Linked DNA regions of Mus musculus: all the other regions are linked to region 1. A link is a contact called in public Hi-C and promoter capture Hi-C data. All regions are on one chromosome and are shown on one strand. The core of a region is the stretch at or near the end of the contact, and the rest is flanking DNA. Distances in the headings are between cores, read along the strand shown. Region 1 holds the start of Cd300e (CD300E molecule). Region 2 holds the start of Dnaic2 (dynein, axonemal, intermediate chain 2). Region 3 overlaps Dnaic2 (dynein, axonemal, intermediate chain 2).

The links. Promoter capture Hi-C pulls out the DNA fragments that hold promoters and counts their contacts. A called contact is a pair of places that touch in the nucleus more often than the background predicts.
Region 2: a promoter capture Hi-C map of stem cell-derived epiblast-like cells shows a contact between it and region 1, with 4 times the contacts expected there. The contact joins the promoter of Dnaic2 here to the promoter of Cd300e in region 1. A contact is called at or near these places in 13 of 39 promoter capture datasets (the 3T3-L1 cell line, 3T3-L1-derived adipocytes, the C10 cell line and 7 more), 4 of 115 datasets of contacts at active chromatin or transcription factors (embryonic stem cells, pancreatic cancer cells and stem cell-derived neural progenitor cells) and 4 of 9 other capture datasets (adipose tissue, embryonic stem cells, liver and 1 more).
Region 3: a contact with region 1 is called in a Hi-C map of bone marrow-derived macrophages, with 19 read pairs. The contact joins the enhancer-like site here to the promoter of Cd300e in region 1. A contact is called at or near these places in 12 of 39 promoter capture datasets (the 3T3-L1 cell line, the C10 cell line, the HPC-7 cell line and 6 more), 3 of 484 Hi-C or Micro-C datasets (bone marrow-derived macrophages, embryonic stem cells and nephron progenitors), 6 of 115 datasets of contacts at active chromatin or transcription factors (the HL-1 cell line, embryonic stem cells, large pre-B cells and 3 more) and 3 of 9 other capture datasets (adipose tissue, embryonic stem cells and liver).

What each region holds. Positions count from the first base shown.
Region 1 is chr11:115,060,581-115,063,901 of GRCm38.p6, forward strand. Cd300e (CD300E molecule) reads right to left here and starts at 1,459. Exons shown (of 4, transcript NM_172050.3): 1 at 1,405-1,459. The coding sequence starts at 1,444.
Region 2 is chr11:114,725,935-114,729,255 of GRCm38.p6, forward strand. It overlaps Dnaic2 (dynein, axonemal, intermediate chain 2), which reads left to right and starts at 1,485. Exons shown (of 13, transcript NM_001034878.3): 1 at 1,485-1,841.
Region 3 is chr11:114,743,829-114,747,149 of GRCm38.p6, forward strand. Dnaic2 (dynein, axonemal, intermediate chain 2) reads left to right here. Exons shown (of 13, transcript NM_001034878.3): 7 at 473-612; 8 at 1,227-1,349. Among named protein-coding and RNA genes, the nearest start is that of Dnaic2, 18 kb to the left of the region's middle. Within about 2 kb of position 1,468, at least 18 of the 459 cell types and tissues checked have an H3K27ac peak or open chromatin away from gene starts, as enhancers often do. A contact at or near this core is called in bone marrow-derived macrophages, where this site is marked.

The DNA of each region.
Region 1 (3,321 bases), core at 209-2,708:
GGCTCTCATGTAGCCAAAGCTGGCTTGGAACTATTTAGCTATTTTGCTGAGAGCCCTTCAGCTTCCTATGATGACCTAGATCATGAAGGCGCTGAGGGGGCTGCTGGGAGATGCTCCAGGCTCCTCTCACTTCACTCAGAAGAAAGCTGTTTGGGGGCCATCAAGATGGCTCAGTGGGCGCTTGCTGCGCAAACCCGGTTGTCATAGTTAGGTCCCTAGACTCACCCTAAAGGTGGAAGAAGAGAGCTGACTCTACAAAACTGGCCTCTGACCTCACATCACCACCCACCACCACACATACCACACGCTTACATCATAAAAAGGAAAAAGAAAACTACGTGTGGACAGAGTCACTCAGCTGGCCTCTTCCTTTAAGCCCTAACCACCACTGAAGAAAAAAATGCAGGTAGACATGGGGTAGCTTTTATGTTCTATGAGGGTCCAGCAGCAACAGCAACAGCAACAGCAACAGCAACAGCAACAGCAACAACAACAACAACAAAAACATAAAAAGTCACCTGCAAAGAAATACCCTCGAATTTTCATCCTAAACAGTTCCTGGAAAGAAAATGTGTTCTCCCTTTTTTTTTTTTTTTTTTGAGACAGGGGTCTCATTATATAGACCAGGCTGGCCTCGAACTCACAGAGATCCACCTGCATCTATCTCCCAAGTACTGGGATTAAAGTCATGCACGACCATACTTGGCCGAAGTATCTTTTACAGATTTTTTTTTTGGCAAGATCTCACTATGTAGCTGAGGCAAGCCTACAACCTCCTGCCTCAGCCTCCTGCATGCTGTGGTTACAGGCACCCACTGTCACAACTGGCTACTCTTTATTCCTTACAAACACTTCTAACCTCTTTAAACTTCAGCAAAAACAAGGTCACTGCTGACTTCTGCACGCTCCACGGTCTTTAAGATCTCTATCTACACTTTAGCATAAATCATTGCTTTTCTGCTCCACTGGCTGGTCCATCCTTCAAGACTGACTTCTGTGAAGACTCGATGAAGCCTCCATCCCTCTGAGGGCAGAGCGAGGAGCCCCTGCTGTAGTTGATATCTACAGGATCGGTCTGTATTGTAACAAGACTTATCCTGTAGCATAATCATTTGACTCCCTCATTCAAATAGGATTCCCCTTGACTGGGGGAAGTTACTTTATAGTTACAACATTTAGAACAGTCCAGGGTTGCAGTTGGTGCTTAGTAATGGTTTGTAGGACCCATAGATGGATGCTGGACTACACTGATAGATAAAGAGATGGGTGAATGCATGTATGTTCCCCCTGCCCCTAGGCCCCACCCCCACTTCTGACATCTGGATTCTGGCTTGAACCCAGGACTCCGACTCTACCCCCCTCCCCCCTGCAAAATTAGGTTTACAGATCCACCTCCCTACTCACCTTGGAAGCAGAGAAGGAGCAGACCTGCACATAGCCTCATCCTCCTGCCTCACTGGGTGCTGTCTCCAGAAAACTCCAGGTCGCTGCTGGAATCCAGATGTGTGTAACAGAGCCCAGGCAACCACCTTCTTGTTCAAGTTCTCTCCATGTGTTTTTTCTTATCTGCTTCCTTTGCACTCTGAGCTACTTCCTACTTTAACAAAAAAAAAAGGAAGATGAGTGAGAATCGCTTCAGAGAATGAACGGAGCAGATCCATTGCACGGGCCTGCACTCAATAAAAGCACGTTTGTCACAGCCTGACGCTTCAGGAAAGCCAGTTGCTGTGTGCAATAGCTTCAGCCCTTGTTTCTCCAGCTCCCTTTCCTGTCTAGTACACCTGCCTGATCCCCACTGCTTCCCTCTGCTATGGCTACTGACTTTGGGATCATAAGTGCCCCCCATTCAAAGAGCAGAGATGAGGGGGTCCTCTTTGTCTTTCTCAACCATTGTTTCTGCCCAGTTGATCTCAGGACTCTGCCACGGCACTCCGGTGGAGTCAGCCTGTCAGGCAGGGATGCCTAAAAGCTGCTCATGAGGAAAAAAGAGTTTCAAGGAAGCTCTCCTCCTGGAGTCTGGCGTTCTCTCTAACCTCTCTAACCCATACATTGTGAGGAGCGGGTGTGGCGGCAGTCCCAAAGGCGCCAGGGACTGCAGCTAAGTCGTATGACTTGCACCTGACTTCCTCATATAAGCCACAAACATCTTGAGAGCTGCGCAGGTGTACCAGGATACTGGTGAATCCATTTTGATGGAGATATGCCCCTGCTGCCCTGATTAGCTGAAGCTGCGTGCCTGGTGAGGTGGCGTGGCCTGCTGTGCGTGGATGGGAACTGAGAGTATAAAAGAGTGAGAGACCCAGAGTTCAAGGGAGATATAAACAAGGGAGATATAAACAAGGGAGATATAAACAAGGGAGATATAAACAAGGGAGATATAAACAAGGGAGATATAAACAAAGGGAGATATAAACAAGAAGAAACGGGACTGAATAAACGTGTGCAGAAGGATCCTGTGGCAGCGTTGTTCTTCGTGGCCAGTTGGGTGCACGCAAGAATACATTAATATTCCATTCCCGCGTTAGTCTAGTGTATGGATCCACGTGCTCTCTGTTAGTATTACCCTATTATAAGTGCCTTTTAAGATTGAATTCTGACATAGCTAAACCCAGTGTTCCAACATCCCAGAAAGCAGCAAGGAAGTTTAACCTATTCAGTAACTAATTAAGCATTACAATAAGACAGAGCCAGTGGCTCAACTGGTCACAGAAAGAGCCTGGGAATCTCACTGAGATAGAAATCTTTAGTACAGGCTACATTCCATACCTATAGCAAGTTGATTTACTCTCCTGACAAATGGAGATTCTCCAGACAAGATAAGAATTAGCAAGGCCTAGGAATTTAGGGGTCCGTGACACTACATTATTCTTGAGGCCTGCCAAGAGTAAAAAACCCCTGGTGCTATTAACACTAAAGTGTGAAATTCTTGCCTGTCACCTAGGCAGGGCTGCTAATCTCTATTGTAAACATTTATTTGGTTCCTGCAATTCCTTTCGCAGTCATTCCCTTGTATCTGGTAAATTTCAATGTACCTTGCCTGATGTGACTTGCAACCCCTGGTATTCTCTGTAATATAAAAAAGTCTGATGCTCGACCTGACAATACATTCAGATCCAACACAATCTCTCCTGTGTGCATCTGTTTGTCTATTCATCCGACGCTTTGCCCACCTGCCCGAGAGACCCATTCCACGCAGACACAGGGACCCAGAGGGTCTGCTGCAAGACCCCTCTTGCAACCCAGTGTCCCAACATCCCTCCAGACTCAGCGATTAACTTCCTGTGGTCAAGCTCTACCCAGTAATCAACTGGTGTTGTTTTC
Region 2 (3,321 bases), core at 235-2,734, 330 kb before region 1:
CTGATCCACAGGCAGCAGGAAAGGAGAGAGAGAGAGAGAGAGAGAGAGAGAGAGAGAGAGAGAGAGAGAGAGACTGGGCCTGGTGTGAGCTTTTAAAGCCTCCAAGCCCACTCCCAGTGACATACCTTCTCCAACAAGGTTCTAATCTTTTCCAAAAAGCTTGTCCATCTGGGAACTAAGCATACAAATATATGAGCTATGAGGGTGATCTCATTCAAACCTCACAGGGGATGGCAGAGAGAGTGCCTTGCTAAAATCCCATGATAAATAAAGAACCAACCTCGGGTCCCAAATGCTCTTAAGGAACACCTCTGGGAAAGTATATACGGTTCTGTAGTTTTCTTTCTCTTTAAAAAATTATATTGTGGGCTGGAGAGATGGCTCAGAGGTTAAATACACTGACTGTGCTTCCAGAGGTCCTGAGGTCAATTCCCAGCAACCACATGGTGGCTCACAACCATCTGTAATGGAATCTTGGTACCCTCTTCTGGCATGCTGACAGAACACGGTACTAAATAAATAAATAAATCTTTTTTTAAAAATCATATTGTGTATGTGTGTGTTTGTGTGTGTCTTACATAGCACAAGTATGGAGGTCAGAGGACAACTTAGAGAATTCAGTTCTCTCCTTCACCATGTGTGTCTGGGGCTCAACCCTAGGTCATAGAAGTGGTAGCAAGCCCCTTTCTCTACTGAGCCATCTCACCAGTCCTAGATATAGGACTCTACCTCCCTTCTTTAATTCTTTTTAAATTATTGATGATGATGATGATTGTGGGTGTGCTACATGACACAGATCAGAGGACAACTTTGTGGAATCCATTTTTTCCCCCATTTTTATGTGGGTTCTAGGATGTGAACTCTGCTTGTCAGGCTTACCCAACAAAGTGCCTTGTACTCAGCCTGTCCATCAATCCCTCCCACATTTTCTCACTTCCTTGCCTCAAGCTCATGAGAAACACATCTCTCTTTGTGTCATTCATGTGTCCATCAGCTAGCTCATTCATTCATGCAATGAAACCATATTTACAACGTGCCAGCCGCATAGCTAAGCCATGCTTGCATGCATTGAGCCTGACCCTCAAGGAATTTCCATTCCAGAGATGAATTCAGAAGGGTGGTGGTGCAAGGGATACGTTAACAGAAGAGACCCGGACATTGTAGCAGTGACAAATCAGACATGATCCGAACTGACCCAGGTGCGGGGCTTCCCACGCTCTGGTCACTTTGATTGCGTTTTCGGGGGATACGGGAGTGGGGGAGGGACTTTGCTGGGTATAGACTGTAGACTTGGGTAGGCATTTTGGCAAAGCTTTGGTTAACTTTCCTCCACCTCTTCCGCAGACCTCCTCCAGAGAAGGAAGGAGAGAAGGGGGTGCTTCCGACTAGCGGGACCAGAGTCACGTGCTCCAGATCGCCTTCCGAACTGCCGGCGTCTCGGCCCGGCCAGGGTTGCTAGGCAACTGGTAAACTCCGCAGCTCCCAGCCGTTTAAGCTGCGCTGGAGCTGGGACTGGTCTTGGGCGCTTCTCCTGGGCTGTGTGGCAGGAGGTGAGCCAGGATAAGGGGCGGGCGTCCTAGAGGACGTCCAAGCCCGAAAGAAGACCTGGCAAAAAGAGGGAAAAGCTCTCGAGGGTAATAATCACCAACAGTGCAAGAAATCTCGGAGAACTGTCAGGTGCTGGAATCAGCTCATTCTGCTGCATTAATCCTCGCTGCCCTGAATATTCTTCAAGCTCCAGGACCTCCTCAGCCTCCAAGCACCTTGCCTTCTGCACTTCTCCACCAGGCCCTGACCCGGGCTGTGACCCGGAGTGGGCGGGACCTCTTTCTGGCTTTCAGGTGAATGGAACAAAATTTCAAGCCCAGGAAGGATGGGTTGTTAAGAAGAGAGCTTTCAGTTAAACGTAGGGAGGGGGATAGGGATAGGCCGGTAAACCCTGCACTCCTGTAAACTGATGCAGGAGGATTACCAAGAGTCAGAGAGCAACCTAGACTACTCAGTGCGCTCTAGGCCAGTGGACTCAGAGTGAGAGCCTGTCTCAAAGACTAAGAGAGGGGGCTGGAGGACTGTCTCAGCTGCTAAGAGTGAGTGCGCTCTTGCAAAGAACCGGGAGTTTGATTTCCAGCACCCACATCAGGTGACTCACAACCCCTGAAACTCCAACTCCAGGGGATTTGGCACTTCTGGCTTCCACCCCACCTGCACTTGTGTGCACTTACACACACACACACACACACACACACACACACACACACACACACACACACACGATTAAAAATAAAGTGAAATTAAGAAAAATAAAATGGAGGGCGTAAAATGGGAGATCACAAGAGTCTTGTGGACTGAGCACAGGTACTGTATGTAAATGCACCTTTTCTTTTGCCCCTCCATCTGGGAGTTGGCCTTTCATCTACATTTAGGGTCAGGAGACCATTTTCCTAACCTTGTCCAGAAGGTTCACAAAGACATTGGAAAGACACAGGAGCCCTTCCATCTGTATTCCTCACTCAAGCACGGCTCTACAATTCCAGGCACACAAGGGACAAAGGGTGACCCTCCTCCTGGCCCCCTTCCCATACTGACACCTCTGTTGCCTGCTATTTCCTGGCCCTTCCTCCCAGCTGTGTACCATGCTTTCCGCTCAACCACAAGGGGTTCTCTCTAGGAACGACTTTGCTCATTATCCTCGCCTGAGGCAAGTCTTGTTGTTTCTGTTGGGCTAGGGTGCAGGAAATGATCACATGTTTTGGTGTTTGGACCAGGGTATAGCGGTTCTTTGTGACCCTGGATTTGAGACTCAGTGGGGCTGGGTGTAGCTCAATGGTAGAGCACTGGCTGATATGTGTAAGGTTCTAAGAGTCCATATTTAGCTCTGTGTGTGTGTGTGTGTGTGTGTGTGTGTGTGTGTGTGTGTAAGAGGGAGGAGGAAGAGGAAGAGAAAGAGAGAGAGAGAGAGAGAGAGAGAGAGAGAGAGAGATTATGATACTGCATGCTTCTGGAAGGTTCCCACGGGGGCAATGTTCCCCTGAAACTCCCAAGCAACAATACTCCTGATGTCCCCTTGAAGACACCCTGCTCAGACCCTCTTTGGGGAAGCCTCACCCTGGAGCATTTGTCTTCCAAAAGAGGAGAAAGAGCACTCTGACACTCTTGGCTGACCTAGCCATTTATCTTTGCACCCTGTTAGCTTGTGAGAAAAGAGCCTGCTCTGGGGCTTTGAGTATGCTGTCTTCTTGTCACCAGGCTAGCCTTTAAATGTCCCCTCTGTCTGCCTCCAGACACAAGACAATGCCTCCGTTCTCCACGAGGGCTTGGCCT
Region 3 (3,321 bases), core at 218-2,717, 320 kb before region 1:
GGTAGTAAGGTAGAGCCATAAATGTAGCACAAGTCTATAAACCCAGCACCTTGGAGGTGGAAGCTGGAGAGTTAGTAGTTCAAGGCCATCCTTAGCTATATAGCAAGTTGGAGGCTAGCCTGGGCTACATGAGACCTTGTCTCAAGAATCCCAAACAAATCAAATGAATGCCTACCCACCTCCCATGGCCAAATATTGGTGGTAAGAATAACAGGCAGGTAGGTTAGAACATTTGGAAACCAGTCTCAGGTCTCACACGTGTTATCTGATGACTCTCTTCTCGTTTCCTATTTTTGTGTATTTTGAGACAGGGTCTCACTATGTAGCCCTGGCTGGCCTGGAACTCACTATGTAGACCAGGCTAGCCTCCAACTCAGGGTGTCAACTCTCCCCAGTCACAAACCTTTAATACAGGTTTGATCGGTTTGTGTTTCTGGGACCTTGAGTTCACAGTCTGGTTTTCTCCCGTCAGCCTGCTGGGATACCCGGAAGGGCAGCCTGGTGGCAGAGCTGTCCACCATCGAGTTCAGCCACCGAGACCCAGTGTATGGCACCATCTGGCTGCAGTCAAAGACAGGCACTGAGTGCTTCTCAGCATCCACTGATGGGCAGGTACCATTCGGCAGACCCTGGAGAGGAGGAGAGGGAGGGGAGGGGAGGGGCCGTCCAGAGACCACTGCCTTATGTTCTGCCTTCCAGTACTTTGTATTGTATTGTATTGTATTGTATTGTATTGTATTGTGCAGTGCTGGAGCTGGAACCCGGGGCTTCATGCATGGGGGGGGGGGGGGGAGGGAGGGTTCTACCACTGAGCTGTACACTCCAGCCCCCTCTTTCTTGTGTTTGTTTGTTTGTTTGTTTGTTTTTGAGACAGGGTTTCTCTGTGTAGTCCTGGCTGTCCTGGAACTCACTGTGTAGACCAGGCTGGCCTGGAACTCAGAAATCTTGCCTGCCTCTGCCTCCCAAGTGCTGGGATTAAAGGCGTGCGCTACCACTGCCCGGCAGCCCCCTCTTTCTTAAACAACAACAAAAAAAAAAAAAAGGAAGGAAGAAAAGAAAGAAAGAAAGAAAGAGAGAAAGAGAGAGAGAGAGAGAGAAAGGAAGGAAGGAAGGAAGGAAGGAAGGAAGGAAGGAAGGAAGGAAGGAAGGAAGGAAGGAAGGAAGGAAGGAAAGAAAGGAAAGAAAAAGGCAGGGTCTTCACAGTCTCAATCGCCCTTCCCTGCCAGGTCATGTGGTGGGACATCCGCAAGATCAGCGAGCCCATCGAAGTTGTCATTATGGACATTTCCAGAAAGGAGCAGCTGGAGAACGCCCTGGGCGCCATCTCCTTGGAGTTCGAGTCTACCTTGGTGGGTGTTTTTTGTTCTCCCTTCCTCAACCTCGCTTGCTTGGGCTACGGACAGCAGGCATGGCACCTTGCCGGGCAACCTTACTCCTTGTGAAGGCTTTACCGCGATCTTCCAGCAGGGGGCAGCAGAGCACCTCCAGGAAGGCTGCCGTTGACACCAGCTTGAGGCCCGCCCTTCTGAGCAGAGGGGAGCTTTAAAACCAGAGAAGCCCAGTTTTAGGGGAAGATCCTGCCCAGAACCAATGTCCTCACTGCTTTGGCTTCAGTTGAGGCCCTAGGCTGGTCACTTCCCTTCCTCGGGAGGGGGGGGGGTGCAGGGGGAGGGAAATAAACGGGAATTGAGGAAGGAAAGAAGATCAGAGGAGCCAGGTGGAAAAGCAGAGCACAGACCCCGTTAGAACCAAGTCTCAACAGACAGGGAATGATAAAGAAACTCCCAAAGCCAGGAACGCAGATGCAGGCCTGTAATCCCAGCATATCTGAGCTGGAGGCAGGGAGATCAGGAGTTCAAAGTCATATGTAACAAGTTTGAGGTCCTGTTTTGTTTGGTTGTTGTTGTTTTTTTTTTAAGTCAAAACAAACAACAAAACAGAAAACAAGAAGCCAGAGAGAGCCTTTGTATTTGTACACAAATTTGACCTGAGTTTAATTCCTGGATGGAGCTATGGAAGGAAACTGACTCCGGGAAATTGTCCTCTGACTTCTACTTATATATAGTATGTCATAGTATTCATGGACACACACACACACACGGGGGGGACACAAGGGGGTTATGATGATCATGATGATGTTGATAATAAATAAAAATTTATTAACTCAAAATTGAAGCCAGAAGCAGAAAAATCACTGAAAATTCAAAACCGGCTGAGATCACAGAGAATTCCAGGCCAGCCAGGAGTACATAGCAAGACCATGTCTCAAACATACAAAAGCAAAGACCTATAAAAATAAAATAAGCTTAGAGTTTATCAGAGCAGTCTCAAGAGTGCGTCAGAAGCAGAAAATGGACGCTCTCCCCAAATCAAGGCAAGAAAATCTCTTTGCAGATGGGTCGTGGCTTAGGCTGGTCCCTCCTCTAAATAGCTGAGGCTCAAGCTTGGTGGCCCCACTCCTATGTCCTTGGCAGTGTCACTTATTTGGTTCATGGTCACATCATGCGTAGGACCTGGGGAGGCTCTGCCCTCACACCTGCCTCCAGCATCCCCAGCCACAGGCCAGAATTCACTTGCTGGAATGATGAGTGGGAAGGCAGCCACTCACCCCGAACTCAGGGCTTATCTGGGGGCGTTCAAGAAGACATTGTGCCCTGATGCTGCGATTTCTAGGCCACGTGCTGAATGTAATGTCCCCTCTTCTCCACAATGGTCCGTGAGTACACAAAGGTCCGTGAGTACACAGCCTTTGCCAGATGTCGGCAGCTGCCATGCTCCTGTTAGGCCGGGGTTTTGTCCCTGCCTCCCCACAAACGAGAAGAGTCCTGGTGACAGTAAGCTGAGGGCCCTGGCACTTGGCAAAGCTGGGACTTGAGCCCCAAGCTCTGATTCTGTGCCTACCCCATATGTCTGAGGCAAGCAGGCAGGGGGCTCTTCCTCGACCATTTATAGGTACACCGTGGCTGGCCTAATGGCTTGCTTCTCAGGGCCCCCCAAATTTGGTCTTTTTACTTCATACCCAGCCTTAGTAGCTCAGTATTCTCTCTCTCTCTCCTCTCTCTCTGTCTCTCTCTCTTTCTGTCTCTGTCTCTATCTCTGTCTCTGTGTGCTTCTCTCTTGTTACTGAATACTGAACCTGGGGTCAACCTTTCAACACTAAGCCACACCCCTAGGCTATGAATGAAACAAACCTCGAGGTTTGAAAGCTCATAAAATTATCACCTACTCCCTTAACCATTATTATTCATTGATTTTTAAAGATTTCTCTCTGTGTGTGTTCTGCTTGCATTTGTGTGTGCCACATGCAATCCTGGTACCTGG